Linked DNA regions of Sus scrofa: regions 2 and 3 are each linked to region 1. A link is a contact called in public Hi-C and promoter capture Hi-C data. All regions are on one chromosome and are shown on one strand. The core of a region is the stretch at or near the end of the contact, and the rest is flanking DNA. Distances in the headings are between cores, read along the strand shown.

The links. Promoter capture Hi-C pulls out the DNA fragments that hold promoters and counts their contacts. A called contact is a pair of places that touch in the nucleus more often than the background predicts.
Region 2: a contact with region 1 is called in a promoter capture Hi-C map of fetal liver, with 4 times the contacts expected there. The contact joins the promoter of GEMIN2 here to the promoter of FBXO33 in region 1. A contact is called at or near these places in 2 of 5 promoter capture datasets (fetal liver and liver), 19 of 47 Hi-C or Micro-C datasets (alveolar macrophages, blood, brain and 11 more) and 2 of 2 datasets of contacts at active chromatin or transcription factors (alveolar macrophages and skeletal muscle).
Region 3: a Hi-C map of skeletal muscle shows a contact between it and region 1, with 6 times the contacts expected there. The contact joins the promoter of MIA2 here to the promoter of FBXO33 in region 1. A contact is called at or near these places in 1 of 5 promoter capture datasets (fetal liver), 6 of 47 Hi-C or Micro-C datasets (embryonic fibroblasts, heart right ventricle, liver and 2 more) and 2 of 2 datasets of contacts at active chromatin or transcription factors (alveolar macrophages and skeletal muscle).

The regions. Positions count from the first base shown.
Region 1 is chr1:169,914,528-169,917,136 of Sscrofa11.1, reverse strand. It overlaps FBXO33 (F-box only protein 33), which reads left to right and starts at 1,281. Exons shown (of 4, transcript XM_001926592.7): 1 at 1,281-2,145. The coding sequence starts at 1,538. It overlaps LOC102162695 (a long non-coding RNA gene), which reads right to left and starts at 1,337. Exons shown (of 12, transcript XR_002338918.1): 1 at 1,049-1,337.
Region 2 is chr1:169,674,850-169,677,458 of Sscrofa11.1, reverse strand. GEMIN2 (gem-associated protein 2) reads right to left here and starts at 1,307. Exons shown (of 10, transcript XM_003121777.5): 1 at 1,123-1,307; 2 at 669-753. The coding sequence starts at 1,292. LOC100627270 (a long non-coding RNA gene) reads left to right here and starts at 1,332. Exons shown (of 3, transcript XR_002346575.1): 1 at 1,332-1,414; 2 at 1,671-1,917.
Region 3 is chr1:169,776,292-169,778,900 of Sscrofa11.1, reverse strand. It overlaps MIA2 (melanoma inhibitory activity protein 2), which reads right to left and starts at 1,320. Exons shown (of 29, transcript XM_021073969.1): 1 at 974-1,320. The coding sequence starts at 1,088.

The DNA of each region.
Region 1 (2,609 bases), core at 32-2,531:
ATCCAAGCCTCAACTTCCTAATTCACTGCTGTTTCCATTAATGCTCATTAATCCATTCATAAGATATAATAATAACTGCATAGAAAAATCTCTTACAGACAAGAGGTTCAGAGAAGTGACCTACCATGAATGATAGCTTCCCCCCCCCCACAGGTACCGAAATGAAGATAACTGAGGTACCAACACAATATTATTGGTAACGGGCCTGTGCTAGGCATCAAAAGGCATGGAAGCATTATGAATGGAGAGTTTTGCCCTCAGAGGGCTAAAAATATCCAGGAGAACAGCTTCTGAGAGTTAGCCACAAATAAACACGGCTGTTCCAAGACCCTAGTTAAGGCTTTGAAGCGGCAGCCTCATTAAAGCGATCCTCAATTATTACATAAAATCGCTTATTTCTTTCTGACTTCACTGCTCCTTACAGTCAGTTAACTAACTACTTCCCGAGTTGTGATAAAGTTAGGACACTCTTTCGAAAAATCCCTCCCTCAAAAACCGGGCGCCGAGCTAAAGAAAACCTTTACCATAACAACAAACTTCTTTACAATTAGAGCCCCCAAACCTGGAACTCAGTCTCCCTCAATCTCTGGATAAGAGACTAATTATCAACCAACAGATCTAACCCATTTGCCCTTTTTTTTTCTCTTCTCCCTCAAAATCCAAAGGGTGGCGCTGTCCTCACTCCTTCCCCTCGCACCCAGGTGTGCGCTACTGTCCACTCCGAGGTCTGACCACGAGGGAAGGTCCGCTTGCGGCCTGTGTCCAGCCTCCCCTCCCCGCGCTTCTCCTCTCCTCACCCAGCCCCTCGGGTTAGCCCGCGAGGGCGCCGGTCCTGCTGCCTTAGCGGCTTTTTCTCAGAAACTCCCAACAATTCTCTGCGGGGGAGGGGGGAGGGGAGGTTAGGCTGAAAAAGACCCAAGCCGGCACTTTGGCTCTGAGTCCTCAGCCCAGCAACAGGAAAACGTATAATGAGAAGCGTCACCGCCCGCTTACGCTAACGCGAGTTCCGCCACTTACACTGCCTGAGCGCCCCAGTTAACCGACTTACAAACAAGACGGGACTCGGCGGTCTCTGTGAGACGGGAGGGGGCGCCCAACACCGGCACCACCAGCGCTTCCCCACCCCCGTCCCGACAGCCTGCGTGCGTCAGGAGTCACGTGCCGCGTCTCCCTTTCCTACCGGCAACCGGGCGCTCCCTTCTTCCGGAAGTAGCTCCGGATCACGCCGGGCTCCTCCCACCACTGGTGACGTCAAACTCAGGTCCTACCACTGCTCTGCCTCCGCCTCCAGGCGCGGGGAGGGCTGCCGTTTCCTTACAATTAGTCCTGCCGCTTCCGGGCCCCTAACCAGTAAAAGCAAGGATTTTGAAGTTCCTGAGTGTGTAGGCCTCGGACGCGCGTGAGTAAAGTTTGAGAGGCCACAGGCTGGCTGTCTGGAGGCCAACCCCGCAGAGGCCTTTCCCCCTCTCCGCAACTTGTGCTGTACTTGGTTCCGCCGAGACCTACGACGGTTCCGCCCCCTTCTTCCTTGTCATTGATGTTGTTGTTCTTGTCAGTGCCGCAGCCCCGACCACCGGGAGCCGGAACCCGAGCAGGGGCCGCCCGGGTGGCGCGGTGGCGGCGGCGGCGGCTGCGGCTGCAGCAGCTGCGACGGCTGCGGGGGCTGCTCCGGGGATTGCGGAGGCGGCCGGGGACCGGCAGCCGGCGGCGGGGCCGGATGGCTCTGTGCGGGCAGGCGGCAGGCGCTGCGTCGCTGCCCAGCGAGCTGATCGTGCACATCTTCTCCTTCCTGTCCGCCTCCGACCGGCTACGGGCCTCGGCCTCCTGCTCGCACTGGCGCGAGTGCCTCTTCTATCCTGCTCTCTGGCCCCAGCTCCGCATCTGCCTCCGCGTCTCGCCTGCGGAGCAGCCACGGCTCGAATTCCTCATGCGCAAGTGCGGCTGGTTCGTGCGAGAGCTGCGCGTTGAGTTCGCCGCGGAGAATTACCTGAGCGGCGGCGGCGGCCCGGGCGATGGAGGCAGCGCCGACACCGGGACTGGCGGGGAAGAAGTCGAAGCCCTGCAGCTCTCATCCCGTTGGCTAGAAGTGTTGCGCACCTACTTAGAGCTGGTGCTGTGCGTGCTGGTCAGCATCCGGAACAACAGGTAGGCTCGTCGTGGACCCTGCATTCATCCTCTTCTCCCGCTTCCTCCTCTCCCGGGGAGCAGGATGGCCTTCTTCCTCTCACCTCAAAATAGATTCTGTGCGGATACTCCCGGCCCGCTTCAGCGTTGCTTTTTTCAGTGATTAGGGGTTTCAGTTTTAATCCAGCGATTTCCTTGAGGCGGGAGGGCATAACGGGATTATCGTAATACTTTATAAACAGTGATGGATTTGGTGTTTATCAGACAGCATTCCTGGCACCTTCCAAGCCCTGTCTCATTCGTACTTTCGTTGGCAATGGGATGGAGTTCATTTTACAGATGAGAGCTGAAGCTTGGAGGGTGAGGCCTGTGAGTGAGTCTTGGGAGAAACAAAATCCTACCTGATTTTTTCAGTTCTGAATCTATCCATTCAAAATAGTTCGTGGTGGGGAAGGACTAGCTATGCTACTGGTTTCTCATAGTTA
Region 2 (2,609 bases), core at 58-2,557, 240 kb after region 1:
CTGCTAATCCCTGTTACTTATTGGTCATTATGTTAACTTTCTTCACAGCAAGAGTCAAAATACGCAATTAAATTGTTTGCTTTTCTTCTTTCTCAGGAGAATGTAAACTCTACAAGGGTAGGGACATATTTTTTGTTTCATCCTCTGTTGTATTTCCAGTGTCTAGCACAACAGAGTTGCTTTGTAAAAAGTGTGCTGGATAAACAAATGAAAAGGTTTACAGTGGCAAAATACCTAGAAAAGTGTAAGATATTTTGATTTCAAATTTTTAAAAAACAAAAGCCAGTCAAATTCAGAACATGCAAACTACATTAAAGTTAAATATCAGCCCAATAATAATTATGAAGAAGTGCAAAAAGATACCTTAAAAATAAAGGATAGCGTAAGTAACTTATTTAAAGCCTCCTTTAGGATTTGATCATCTTCTTAAAGTATTATGAGCAAATCTCCATGAATGCTAGGGTTACCAAAAGCCTCTATGGAAGCAGTAAATGGAATCTGTCCTTTTAGGGGACAAAGTACAAGCAAATGTCTAATTTACTAACTTACTACAGAGTAGTCAAATCTTAACTGATACTGCCTGATACTATCTGATACTATACTAAGAGCCTTGGTCTTTTAATTTGTAGTTGGGAGTGGGAAATCCCCTGACGGGTAATAAAACTCACAGAAACATTTACACTTTGCTTCCTTTTCAACTTCTTTGGGTCAATTTGAGCTACCACAACATCTGGACATTGAGCTGCTTCGATCCTACAAACAAATAATAAATGCAAGAAACGTGATTACTGTTGTTCATGCGCATTAAAACAAGCGATCCACTTCTACAGTTCATTACAAAATCAGAAAAAAAAAGTTCAGAATTGCAATTGAGGTACTAAACGATATATTTCTGAAATTATCTGGACTGAAAGCAAAGAAATTTAAGTTCACGTTATCTTCTCACGAGTAATCACGTTTAGCAAAATTAAGTTCATAGATGCAATGAAGGGATCTTGATCCGGTCCTAAACTGGAGACGGGATCAGAGACAGGGCTTTATCAAATTTGGTGGTGGGGCGAGGCACTGGGCGCTGTGCGCAGGGAGAACCACCAGCCCACCGCACAGGGTCTAATCACTCACTGGACCCGCCTCAGGTATTCCTGAGGAGTCCTCGGAGGTACGCTGGGATCGAAACCTTCTGTCAAGTCGCAGGGCTCCACTGGCAACAGCTGGGGCATCAACTCTTCCACCGCAGCCTCTGCAGGTACCCACGCCATAGTTTTCAATCCGGCCCGTCCTGCCCGGCGCATGCGCCAAGTCTAGGTCACAGCGCAGGCGCACAAGTGGGCGGGCGCCTTTGGCGCGGAGATGGGCAAGAGGCTGGGTTTAGGGGGCGAAGCTGCGCATGAGCTAACTCGCTGGTTGTCCTAAGGTTAAGGCTCGGGTGGAATAATGAAGACCAGGAATTTAGTTCCTGGTACTAGTGGTTCTGAAGTGTTTAAGGGGGGTTCCTTCTTTACTCTCCTAAGTAAATACTGAAGATTATTTTATGCATCCACAGTAGTGAGGGAACTTTAAATGTTTTTAAATTAATGAGCAGATTACTGTAATTATCACTTGTTGAGCTCTAAATTCTTAAGTCTCTGGTAGACACATCACATGCATTTCTTCTTTCTTTTCTTGGCTAGGCCTGTGGCATGCTCCCCTGCCAGGGATTGAACAAGCGCCACAGATGTGACCCAAGCCGCTGCAGTGACAACGTAGGAGTTTTAACCAGCTGCCCCACAGGGGAACTCTTCCATGGAATAGAAGCAATTGCTGTTTGAACAAAAGCTAGCAGTTTTAGTGACAAGTCTTGTCAGCATTTAAAGAAGAAAAGACAGGCATGAAATCAACCGTGTTGTAATTTTAAATGGCCATCAGCACCTTGACCTGGTATGTGCTACTTAAACTCTTATGCTCACGTTCATTTGTTATTTACAGGGATTGGACCAAATTATCATTAAGGTCTATTTGAGTTTGGAATTCTATTAACTCTAATGTGTAATTTATTAATTAGCTTTATTAACTATACCTGATATTATTGTAGTCTTAGGGCATGCAGAGTAGAACATATATGATGCTGAATATTACTTTTTCTAGTGAGTAGTTCAAAAATAGTTGGCCAGTGCTTTATAATGTCACCATCTGAACAAATGGAAGAGAATCCACGTTAGAAAAAATAAGTGCCTCGTTTATAGAGTAAACAAAAAAGAAAAAGTAGAGGTGAAACCGCCATCTAGTGGTGACCATGTAAAATTCCCAGAAATTTGTGTTACCATATTTTACCTACTGCTGGAATCTCCAATTTGGAAATCTCTGTGGGTTCAAAAGTAGGAAGGAAAATACTGGCTGTTACACATTAACAAGTGATTAATTAATGACTGAATAATGTTCAGAATACTTGCCCCCAGATGGTCCCTGGAAAAAAGTTCCAAGGTCAAATATCTTTGGGAAATGTATGCAAATGCCACTCTTAAAGATTCACAATGAATATTAGCATATTAAAACTCTTGACAAGTCAAGATACCTATTGTACATAATTTTACTGGTGTTTTTGACCACAGGACCTCTTTCTCTCTCTCTCT
Region 3 (2,609 bases), core at 71-2,570, 140 kb after region 1:
AATTACTATACATTTGAAGGTTCTCTTTCCATGTTCTGTGCCTGGCCCTAAGGAAACTAATATGAGGTTGTAAAGAGGAAAAGAGAGATCATTGTTGTTATTATTATTATTATAAAACATCATTGAGTAAACCTTCTCTATATGTTAAATTACATTTCCAAACGATTAATGAAAATGTTTACTCATAAAAAATTTACTTTTAAATTATTTGTTTATACTAATGATATTTTTCATTTTTACTTACATGTTACAAATTAGAAATAATTCTCACACAGTGGAGAGATGGAACATATTTAAAGCAACTCTAATATATTGGGTTGCTATTCATTTTTTGTACCATAACGCTAATTTCAGAAAATAAGTTCTTAAGCAATAGAATGAAAATTAATTTCTCTTTGTAGAAGATAGAGGTTTAATATTCAAGGATACATAAGATTATGTACGCCTAACACTGATCTCAATATTTTTGCATATTGTGAACAAAGAAATGATTAATGTTTGATAAAATAATTTAGATAATAAATCATGATGGCTTGAAATAAAAATGGTATTAGAAGATTCATGAGACTCAGAAACTTCTGATTGTGAAATAGAAACTAAAAAAATATAAGGGCTTCATAAAAATAACCATCAAAAGGTTTGATATCTTTTTTAATACATATCAATTACATTTATCTTAAAAATAGTAAAGTGCTAATTAGTTTATTTTTGAGATCTGGATTATATCATTATAATTTCTGGTATATTTATATACCAGGTCAATCTTTGCCCCTTTGTATATTTACATTAAAAGCTATCACGAAATGCTTGCTTCCAGAATTTCCCTTTTGAGTGAACTATATTTTAAAATGATAAATACTTCCCAAAGATATTATTGTTCATTTTTATTATACATGTCCACAATAACATTTTATATCATTTCGGATTCTCAATTTAAGAGGAAAAGAAGGGAAAAAAAAGAAAAGCAACTTACTTTCACATTCCAAGTCACCACATTTTTTAAAGTCTGCCAGCCGTTTTGTGCCCTCCAGACACTTAGTCAGAGAAATAACCAAAAGAAGGATTCTGTGAATTCCAAGCTCCGCCATGCTAAAACAAGCAGGGATCCAAACAAGGTTTAAAGGGATTGTTTAGGCAGTAGATATGCCAGCCAAAACCAGGAAGCAGCCCACTGTCTTTACTAAATATGAGAAGAAAAGATTTGAATTTTTTTAAATCCCTCAATAACTACATTTTTCTATCGGTATTTAGGCTTAACTTGAGGGACAAACAGCCTCTGTTCTCAATCTGCACTATCTGCAGAGTCAGGTATCCAGATTATACATAAGGGTTTAATCATTAACAGGGATTTTTAGTTGGAGTCATGTCTTATAAAGCCAGCCCACATAAAACTCTGCTTAAAAACACCTTGTGTTCCACAGAACAATTCTTACACAGGCCTCCACAAAAAGGTAGTTCATCTCCTTCAGTTAAAGCCTTCAGGTAGTTCAGTCAAGAAGTACACAGTATCTGCTACATGCAAATACCAGCGTCAGTGGAGGCATAGTTATACGTAGAAGCAATAATGTACTTATGGTAATAAGTAATAATGGTTTTGGAATATCATAATGAAAGTTATTTGAAGAAATATCCCACTTTCATATATTTTGATTATCATTATTTTTTTTAGGGCTGCACCCGTGAATATGGAGGTTCCCAGGCTCAGGGTCTAATCGGAGCTGTAGCCGCCGGCCTATGCCAGATCCACAGCAATGCCAAATCTGAGCCACGACTGCAACCTACACCACAGCTGACAGCAACACCAGATCCTTAACCCACTGAGCAAGGCCAGGGATCAAACTTGCAGCATCATGGTTCCTAATTGGGTTCATTTCTGCTGCACCACGATGAGAACTCCCCACTTTCATATTTTGAAAACCTTCAATGTTGCTATGAAGTAGACCCTTGTTTTTCATTTAAGAATAATAGTTAAAATATATGAAGTACTTATTATGTTCCAGGTACCATCTTTAACAATTATGTGATCTGATTCTACTCTCAGGTCAACTCTCGGAGGTAGGTAATATTATCATCCCCTTTTTTTGCATTATAAGGAGACTGAGTTACATAGAGATAGGTCAAATCACTTGCCCAAAGTCACATAGTGAAAGGGAAAGAAATTTAAATCTAAGTTCTGTGATTACTACAACTCACAACCACTATTTCTTACCACGAAGAATCAAGTCATCTGCCACAGAAAGATGTCTACTCTGTCTGCAATAATACTATTCTAGAAACAGCAGATACAATATCATTTTATGTATTTAAAATTGGATGTGTATTTCTGGACATAGACATTGAGAGAGATGTCTGAAACAATCCTCCTCCATATGGTGGGAATATATCCTGTAAATTCAAATTGTATTCACTTTATTCTTTGCACTTTTCTATATTGTTTCACTTAAAAAAAAACAGTGTTGATAAATTCATTTGAGTAATAAAAAAAATCAGTGAGATATATCATTTAAAAATAACGATAAGTTTATGAAAGTCAAATTATTTGAATGATATTGTTGCTTAAAAGGGATCAAATCCTATATTGGGAATTTTTGTGTAAAATCTACTAGACT